Linked DNA regions of Gossypium raimondii: region 2 is linked to region 1. Evidence: chromatin contacts called from public Hi-C data. All regions are on one chromosome and are shown on one strand. Each heading gives the region's core, a stretch centred on a gene start, on an enhancer-like site or on the middle of the called end of the contact. The rest is flanking DNA. Distances are from core to core; before and after follow the strand shown. Region 1 holds the start of LOC105791350 (endoglucanase 6). Region 2 holds the start of LOC105791355.

What was found. Hi-C and Micro-C count contacts between places; a contact is called where the count stands out from the background.
Region 2: a Hi-C map of leaf shows a contact between it and region 1, with 3 times the contacts expected there. The contact joins the promoter of LOC105791355 here to the promoter of LOC105791350 in region 1. A contact is called at or near these places in 2 of 2 Hi-C or Micro-C datasets (both in leaf).

Annotation. Positions count from the first base shown.
Region 1 is chr8:36,815,063-36,820,069 of ASM2569854v1, forward strand. It overlaps LOC105791350 (endoglucanase 6), which reads right to left and starts at 2,993. Exons shown (of 9, transcript XM_012619390.2): 1 at 2,523-2,993; 2 at 2,178-2,390; 3 at 1,768-1,968; 4 at 838-927; 5 at 556-720; 6 at 187-471; 7 at 1-79. The coding sequence starts at 2,732.
Region 2 is chr8:36,950,907-36,956,415 of ASM2569854v1, forward strand. It overlaps LOC105791355, which reads right to left and starts at 1,669. Exons shown (of 1, transcript XM_012619394.2): 1 at 602-1,669. The coding sequence starts at 1,627. The coding sequence ends at 830. LOC105791353 (probable polygalacturonase) reads left to right here. Exons shown (of 5, transcript XM_012619393.2): 5 at 1-666. The coding sequence ends at 459.

The sequences.
Region 1 (5,007 bases), core at 1,743-4,242:
GAACTTGTCGTGGGAAATTGTTCCCATAACCAACCATGTAACTTGTTGCTCTTGGATTGTCTCCAAGAATGTAATCCACCTGATAATTCAACATTGCAAAAACATCAGAAATTTTGTTATAAAGGTTGAATTTGTCAGTGGTCATCATTCAATAATACTTGAATACATGAAGAGAAGAGTGATCACCTGAGATTTTGCAAAAGAAAGAAGCTCAGATGGTGCAACATTGACAGCAGCACACTTCAAGCTTCCCCTAGAGGACGCGAGATAGTCAGAGTACACGGTGGCCAAGAACGAAGCACTAGTCACGAACTGCATATTATTCCACCTCTGTCGGAAAATCAAACCCCCGGGAGTCTTCTGAATATTACGGCCACCCTTCCCGATCAATGAGCACATGAAATACTCTGCCTTTTGGTGGTACCTCTCAAACACCGGTGCATGGAGTCCAGCTTTGCCTTGCATTAAGAACTACAGGGAAACGAAAACTACTAGGTTAAATTTTGAAGCTTGAAGAAACCAATAAGTACTAGATTCAGATATTGAAAATAATACCTTGGCGACAAGGGTCTGAACCCCAGCGTACTTGACGTCCCAACCGAACTCAGTCATGGCCCAACCTGTTCCACCCATAGAATCACCATTTTTGCCAAGATAGTTCAAGTAGTACTCATTGTTACTAGCTTGGTACAGCCACGCAGCGGCCCACAACAACTCGTCCTACACGATAACATTCCAACTTAATTAATAAACCGTACCAGTAAACATGCTATTTTCTGCCATTAAAACTATAAATTGCTCAAATTGATTGCTTTGATAAAATTTAGAAAAGCTTACATTGTAGCCACTGATGGATCGGTAGTATTTTTGGGCAACTGTGATGCTGCTGTCGTATTTACCTCTGTATTTATCAGCAAATTCGAATAGCTGAAAACAAAAACAAAAATTAAAATTAATTATATTGTAAAAATTATTGAAATTTTTGTTGAAGAGAATGGATAGGGTAGGTGAAGCAATTTGAGGAAAGAGGCAAGGGTAATTTGGGGATGTAAGTTAAACTGGAGGAGCACCGACAGGGTTGGCATGTGAGGAACGAAATGACTGGGTATAAATGGACGGTTAAGATATGCTTGTACGAGAGATCTGTACGGTCATAAAAGATTAATTACCCGTGATGGATGGGGCAAAAGCAAAGCTAAGCGTTCTCATCACCAGGAGTCATAAAATTAGAACATCAATCCACTGGAGTCAATCCGTTCCATTAGAAAAAAATATTATTTTATTTTTATATAAACTTTTAAAAGCTTAATATAGAAAATAATAAATATTTATTTGATTTTAAAAAAATAAAAAATAAAAAATTTAATTAAAGCCAAATTTATAGAGATGATAATGATATAGAATCTAACTATACCCACCCCTTCCACCCATGATCAATTTAGAACCATTAACAAGAATCTAGCGAACGACACCGTTTCACCCAAAATATAGCTACTACAAGGGTTAAAAGGTTTTTATTTTTCCTGGCTCAAAACAGTGGTAGTATTTTGGTGGAAGAAAGAAGTAGACAGAGGTGGTTGTTTTTATTAAATGAAAACTAGGGTTGGGCCCCCCAAGTTGCGAAATTGAGGCCGACAAAAGAGTGCGTAATAACAACCATTTTTTCCATCATCTTCTGATAAAAAAAGGTATAGAGTGTAAGCTAACATGCATCGGCGGATCCAATGGTCCCAGCAACGCGAGAAGACAGACTGCGTAAATGTATACCTGGTGGGCATGGCGAAGAAGCTCGGTGGAATATGCAGGGTTGGAACGGCGGAAGACGATTGAGGCGGCAGCCATGGCGGCGGCAGTTTCACCTGCCAGATCCGACCCAGGGTTGCTTGGGTCTATCTTGTAAGCATGACGGTTGGTGGTCATATCCTCTGGTCTTTGCCAACAGTAGTGGTCACTGTTACCATCGCCCACCTAAAATGGATCTCACCAAAATTAATTATTTTTTAATTGAGTCCTTTTGAGTTTTAGCAGTATTAAATTCAAACTAATATTTTATTAGTAGCCAAGTGTTGCTATCAAGTATGAGATTTGAAAAAAAAATTTGGACATATTAGTGACAAAATAATGGAGTGTTAAGAATGGCAAGAAACACGAGGAGGGAAGAAGGTCGGGAAGAGTACCTCTCCATAAAGGACATAAGGTTCGGGATGAGCTTTAATGAGGTAGTCAGTGCCCCACTTGACTGCTTCCATCGCATGGCCGAGCTCTCCATTGGCACCCATTTGTTTCCCGTACTCTATAATACTCCAGGACATCATTGTTATGGTGAATGCCATGGGCAGTCCGAACTTCACATTGTCCCCTGCATCGTAGTACCCTCCAACCAGATCCACCTTGAGAATTTGGGAAAACAACTTCAACCATAAATACCATAATTTTCGATTCTAAATGAAGCAAGTCAAAGAACAAAAGTGACGTTTTGACCGAGAAAAGAAGTTCAAGTTGAGAGTGGAACTTTAACTTACCCCACTGGCCTTGCCGTCATTCAAGCCGGAATTGGCTCTCCACGTAACTCTCTGGTTATGAGGAAGGTAACCAGATCTCTGAGCTTCAAAGAACAGAATGCTCTTGCTCAGAGCTTGGTTATAGTCATGTCCAGCAAAAGCAGAAGGAAGAAAAAGCAGCAGAAGTAAAGGAGTCATTTCAATCAGCCTCATCAACTTCTCCATGTACATTCAAACTTATCAAAAGACACAATTCAAGTTTCAAGTTGAAACAAAAACAGATCTCTTTCTGCAGCAGAGTGGGGTTTCCTTCAAGTTTCTAAAACTAAAAAGAGAAACCCATTTGGTATCGAACACAAAAAATGCAGTCTAGTAAGAGAGAAAGGTAAAAAAAATGGAATGAGTTAAAAGAGGTGATAGAAATGAAAGTGAGGAGAGAAAGAGCAGTGGGATTGGGAATTGGAAGAGGAGCTGAAGCCTCTATATATTGTGGAGTGGAGGGAAGGAAGAGCAAGAGAGGTTAAAAATTGGTATTGAAAGTAGTTTTTAATAATAATTGGAGGAGAGGGAAAGGGAAAGAACAAAGTCATGTGGGTGTCCCTGGCGCTTTTAGTCTTTTACTGGGTAGAGTCGGTGCGGATTTAATGGTTCTTTTTGGCAGGGAAACTGCTGCTAAACATGATTAAAATTAATTTCTGATTTTTACTCTTCTGTAGAATTTCTTTTTATGCCTTCTCCACTCCACTAAACTTACATTGTTTGTAACTTGGGAATAATGCCCCTGAAATTAAGGCATGAAGTTTATTACGACTCCATTAAATCTCTGTTGGGCACCGCATGTGAGAGGGTACCCTGTCCTGGGTTACAAATGGTGGGCATAATTGGATTTTGCAAAACTTGGCTGCTTGGTTTATGTTTTGAAATTTGTTCACCCATAATTAATGCAAATTATTTTTATTTTTATTTTAAAATTAATCATCTGGCTTCTGCAGCCTGCGACCTGTCCGTTTGCGTCTCCTGTCGTATTAGGTATGGGAAAATTGCAAACCCTGTATCATCTTTTACAGGTGCTGCCACACTGCTTGATTAGGCCAATTATAGCACATATCTAACCCTAATTATTTTAGACATTTTCTTTTCTTTTTCTTTTTAAATTGTATTAAATATTAACTTAAATCTCTTAAAATATATTCATTTTCTCAATTTTGTACTTAATTTTATTTATCTATTTTGTAATGTTGGTTAAAAATATTTGTTAGGCCACTTTGATCAATGAAAAAAAATGTCACGGTGGTCGACGTTGATCGACTATTGACGAGTATTGATTGATCATTGGTAGATATTGACCAATTGTTGACGGTAATTGATCAGGCATTGATTTGCCATGTTATGCTATTAGAATATACCACATGTCCCTTTTATTTTTTTTAATATTATATATATTATATTGATTCATATATAATATATATAAATTTAAAAAAATATATAATTATTATCATAAACAATAATTTTAAGATATAATTTATTGACCACAAATCTACATATGTTTGGAGAATGAATTGATGTGAAAAGCATAAAGAAAAAGATGCATTATTAATGGATAAATGTAAATGTTATATATTATTGATGAAGGGGGTTAAATGTAACCCTAAATTCTCAACTAAAAGCCATTTTTTTGTCCAGCTAAAGAAAAGGGGGGTTGAGGTTTTTATGACGATTGGATGTAGAATTAAAATCTAAATATTAGAGGGAATTTGAATTTTTTTTTTTGACAAGCTTAGAAGACATGGAATTTGAATAATTGCTTTAATTATTGAGGGAACTTCTCAGCATCAACCGGAATTGTTGATAATGGTAACTAGGATTCGCCAAACCCGACAACCCCATTTTATTTTCTCTTCTGAAATTAGGAGTCCACCGACGGCATCCGGTAGGCAATATGACAATCCTTTGTAAAATCAACCGTGCAAGATGTCCATTTTCATTTGGTTATTTTATTTAAAAGGTCAAAAAGAGAGCGCTTAATTCCCAACAGCAATCAACGGTCTCCGCCGGAAATTAACCTTTTTCTTTTTTTGGGGTTGCCGAAAATATTTTTGTCATCTTGCTTTTCCTTTTGCCCTTTCATAAAAGTAAAAAAGAGTTTTTTATTTTAATATCATAAGAAGGTTTTAAAAAACCAAGAGATGTGGACAGTGGAGACGTACGGTATGTAAGTCAAAGAGGCAAGCCTCCGCAATTACCGGCTAACAACGGTTCTATCACTTCTGATGGTTCTACCTAGGCAACGCGGTCACCGGCTGTCCGGGTGAGTTAGTTTTTTATCAGCCTCCCTAAGTACACCTGCCCCCCCCCCCCCACCAATTTTGTTCCCACTTTGACGTGGCGAAATCCATGTTAAAACATTAACGTTGGTTATAAATTGAAGGCATAGGCCATCTTCCATAAGTGGAACTCTTTCTTTGCTTTGTTGTTGGTAAAGAACGGGACACAGTCAGCCCGAAAC
Region 2 (5,509 bases), core at 419-2,918, 130 kb after region 1:
GGAGGAGTGGAGAATGTGTTGGCCGAGAACATAAATCTTTACAACTCCGGAGTTGGTGTTCACATCAAGACTAACATCGGCAGGGGAGGGGTTATAAAGAACATCACAGTGTCTGAACTGTTCATGGAAAACGTTAGAACAGGTATAAAAGTAGCAGGTGACACCGGCGACCACCCTGATAACAATTTTAACCCAAACGCCCTCCCATATGTCAAGGACCTTATGTTAAAGAACATTTGGGGTGTGAATGTCCAGCGAGCAGGTTGGATGCATGGCATCGAGAATGCCACTTTCACCGGCATCTGTCTTTCAAACGTTACCCTCCAGGGCACGACTGGACCAAGACCTCCTTCCTGGAACTGCAATGCCATAAGGGGGGCTGCAATCGAGGTTAGCCCACGGCCATGCGCTGAACTCACCAGCGTAGAACAGAGTGGTTCATGCGCCAGCCATTCCTAAGATTCATGTTATAAAATATAGTTTTCTACTCTGATTTTAACCCTTTTATGTCTCTTTTTTTTTTCTTTAATATTCACGTTAAACCTTTCCATTGCAACAAGTAAAAAAATTCATGAAAAACAGAACAACAAAACCAGTGATCTGGCAATATGAAATCTCACAGCGCAGTTACTATAATACAAGGAACATCATATGGTTCATCTCAAACGAGTGCAATCTTATTTACAACCCATAGTAAGGCACACTAAATAGTAATATGCACGCATACCCTAAGGGCTGGTGACTAGAAAGTGAAAATTACCCAAATAAACATATAGATAGATGCAACACTAGATCACTATGATCATTTTAGATAACGTGCAGGGTATATTCAAAAATGAATAAAATACTTCCGGAACTTCTCCATGAACCCGCCCTCGTGCTCCTCTGTCTCATCCCTTTCTTCCTCTCCATGGTGATGATGGCGGTGGTGATGATGGTGGTGGTGGTGGTGGTGGTGATGCTCTTCCTCATGATCCTCTTCATCATGGTGTTCGTGGTCATGGTCTTCATCATGGTGCTCGTGGTCATGGTCTTCATCATGGTGCTCCTGGTCATGGTCTTCATCATGGTGCTCGTGGTCATGGTCTTCATCATGGTGTTCGTGGTCATGGTGGTCTGGCTTCATAAAACCTACATGATGCTTAGACTCGGTGCCATCATCGTCAAAACTGCCCCAACTGGCCTCGATCTGGCGAACAACACCGCGTGACTCTGGGTCAAAACTTCTCTCGTTGGACAGTATCATATCGTTGCCGTAAGAAATGAAGCGCTTCTGATGGAAGCGTGGATTCAAAGGCCTGAAGCGTTTATGGAAACGGCAGTTGTGCTTGTGACGGAACGGAATCAAGGGACGCCTTGGGAAGTGGCGGTTGACAGGGTTAAAACTGATCCTGGTCAAAGGAACGGAGGCGACGCCGGAGGCATCATCATCGTGCTTGAAGTCGAGTAATTTGGGGGGTTCAAAGTGGGGTTTCTCGCTGGGGAGAAGGATGGCGGATTCGGGGTCGGATTCGGATTCGGATTTTTCGGGGGTGACATCATGTTGGGATTCAGATGTGATGAAGCGGGCGTGAGAGAAGGTGAAGAGGAGGAAAGTAAGGGTGAAGAGAAAAGCGAGTCTAGCCATTTTTGTCTAAAAGGGATTTTTGGTGAAGGCATGAAATATGGATTAATAAAAGGGGCTGTGTCAGGACCGGTGGTTTTGACTTGGAAACAGGAGGTGGTGCCGGAACGGGTCAATAGGGGTGACCCAACACGTGGCTTTGGACACAGTACATATTTAATTATTACTGATAAATTAATATGTTATAATTTTATTAGTATCAAATGAAATTATTAATATGAATATATTATTTTAATTTTATAATTTGGATTAATGAATACTAATTAAGATGCTTTCAAATGAATTATAAGTAGCAATAGCGAACCTATTAGAAATTTGAAAACTGGGGAAATCTGACTTTTGGGATTTTGGTTTGGTGTCGTATGGGACAAGTTTTGGGTTTGACAAATCTGCTCCAGAAGCTTCTTTTTAAAGTAGACTTGTGAAATATTATTTTGTGTTTAAAAATAATACTTGATAATAATAAATATGTAGTATGTACGAAATTAAAAATAATTTAGATGAAAAATCTAAGTAATACTCGAGTGAAAAACTGTGTAATAAAATTAAAATGTACAATGTTATCAAAACAAAATTTTAATTGAGGTGGTTTAAATCAATGTGAAAAATTAAGATTTTATAAGTGCGGGTGACAATGGTTTGAATCTCACTATATATATATAAAATGTTTATTGATTTTATTTAAAATATAAATAAGACAAAAATATTTTTATAATAATATAATTAATTTTAAATATGAAAAATATTTTAATAGTTCTTTTAATTGAATTGGTGTGGCACTAATTTAATTAAGAATTTAAATAATAATACAAATATATAAATAAAGTACAACAAAAATATAAATTTAAACCTATTTTCCTTCCTTGACAAAAATTTAAGCCGTGTTGGGTTGGCACGTCTGATTAATCTTTAAATAAGGGTTGGCCCTGTTTGTATTATATTGTGTGTAATGTGGAATTGAATCATTTTTCCAAACTCTGATTTCACATTGGACACAGAAGCAACGCGTTAAACTTGACATTCACCATGAATATTTGATGCTATAGTTTTCACACTCCACAAATAGTATGTGTATGATAAAATATTAAAAAATATATGATAATTTTTTAAAATTATTTATGAAATAAGAAAAAAAAGAGTTCATTATTAGTGAATTAATTATTATCTTATAAACAAATGGTAATTGTTCTGACCATTCCACTGCCACTAGTGTAACACCCCTTACCCGTATTCGATGCCGGAATAGGGTATGAGGCATTACTAAAACACATACACTTGTATACGTATTAAACCGAGTTACAAAATTTCATCCGAATTAAAACTTTTTATATTATTAACGTGCTTTTATAATTCTTTACAACCTATCCTCGAAATATTGTATTCATAATAAATAGAGCCTATAAGACTCGATACAAACTCATTCATATACTCAATTTATCCATTAAATCATTTCAACCTTGAATAATCCACATTATGCCAAAATCAACACTAATAACAATCATAAATCTCTTCATATTAATTTCACATATTACTACATTACATATCTTGAGCATATGCCAAAATTTCAGTATCATGCAACCATCAACAAACTCATTTCTCCTTTAGTCGACTAGTAAATTAGCCTTAAAATTCATATCAACCATTAAATCTCACAATTTTATAACATCTCATTACCAAATGATTCTAATAACAAGATACTTTATAATCATCCTTATGACTACAGATATTTCACAAAGCATGATTATCATCCAACATTATCTATGTACCAAAATGACTAATTCACAAGCAATAACAATTCAATGTTTTATTTCAATTTCATTCAATTCATAACTCTTCGTGTTCACAATTCAAATTAATTTCTCAATCCAATTTGCATTTCAATACCACAATAATTCTTTTAATTCAAATCATATCAATAATAATTCCCATTCAACTCATAAACAATTCAATATTGATTTTTACTTTATTTTTTTAGTACTAACATATTATTCAAAATTTTAACAATTGCTATTAATAAATTCAATACCGATACGAATTTACTATTCAATTCGGCGTCTATCGATTATAAACGAGCATATAGCCAATTATACACGAATCATTCGTATATTTTATTTTTTCCTCCTCCCCCTCTCCATTCCACATCCTTAGTGTACATAACACTCTTAAAAATAACAATCTCTATAGTTTCACTATTCATTCAACTTCAAATAAGCTGTCTAGTCGGGTTACAGTCACTAAATTATTTTTATCCGGAGCTACAGAGCTCCAAATTATAATTTTCCCAGGAACTAGACTCACATATCTTCTTACCATGAAATTTTCAGAATTTTTGGCTTGGCCAATTAGTACAGTTTATTCATGAAAGTCACCCCTGTTTCACTGCTCAACATCTCTGACCTCTCTTCACTAAAAATGAATTATTTTATTGTACAGAATTCGGATGATATTTCCGTTTGTTTCCTTTGAAAATAGACTCAATTAAAGATTCTAAGCATATAAATTATAACTCATAATTATTTTTTTACAATTTTTAATTATTTTCCAAAGTTAGAACAGGGGATTCCGAAATCAATCCAACTCTGCCTCACTAAAATTCAAATATCTCAAAATGTATAACCCTTTTGCTTGCTCTGTTTCTTTTATATAAAAATAGACTCATTAAGCTTTCATTTCATATCTTATTCACTCTCTAATTCAATTTTCACCATTTTTGGTGATTTTTCAAAGTTACACAACTGCTACTGTCTAAACTGTTTTGTTGTAAAATGTATTCTTTCATAATTTCACTTTTTCACTATCTCAATTCCATTGAATTAATCACATCTCATTCCAATAGTTCATTTCAATTCATATACAACCCATTCAATTTATCACTATATTCAAAGCAGTCCAATTTCTCATTTCCAATTTCAAGTCAATCTTCAATTCAAATTTACATATATATATTCATCATTCAAGTACACTTAGTTAATTTTCCCAATGAACTTATCGGAATAAAAACAGATTTCTCGGTGGCCTACACACAGTCCGTACCACCTTTGTGTAATAACAGACTCTCGGTGGCCTGCACATAGTCCGTGCCACCCTTGTATCTTAACAGAATATTGGTGGCCTGCACATAGTCCGTGCCACCCTTGTATCTTAACAGAATATTGGTGGCCTGCACACAGTACGTGCCACATATGCGACCTATCAGTCTAGTACACGTAGTGGACTGCACTTAGTCCGTACCACACGTGACCCAATTACGATCATTCATATCTTTTCCATTCCGAGGTTCAATCGGGAAATTTTTACTTTTTAATATTTTACCATTTCTTTTCTAACCAATCTTAATTCATAATTTGCATCAAATATTTGTTCCACGTATAGTACATTTCTTAAATAAAATAATAAAGCGCTTAAGCATAAATAAAACAATATATTATCTACATACAAACTTACTATCATATTTTCAAGGTCAATTTCTCGCCTTTCACCACTTTTAACAACACATTTAACCTATTTAGCACTCATATTAATCAATTTGATCCAAAAATAATACTTAAAAATTACATTTTTACCCCTAAACTTTTGCAAAATTACGATTTTACCCCTAGGCTCGGAAATTAAACTTTATTCCTTTTTCATATGTTTTATAACATGCTGAACATTTTTTCCTTCTATAGCAACATCAAATTCTTGCTCTAACATGCACTTATGAACAATAATAATTTTTTACCGATTATGCCGTTTCACTTGTTTTCACTGAAAATCGCTTAGCAAAAATTGTTTAACGCAATTTCAAGCTTCATATTCTACCATAAAATATCAAAATAAACACATTTCACCTATGATTATTTTTCCAAATATAAACCCTAGGCTATATTATTACTAGAATAAGCT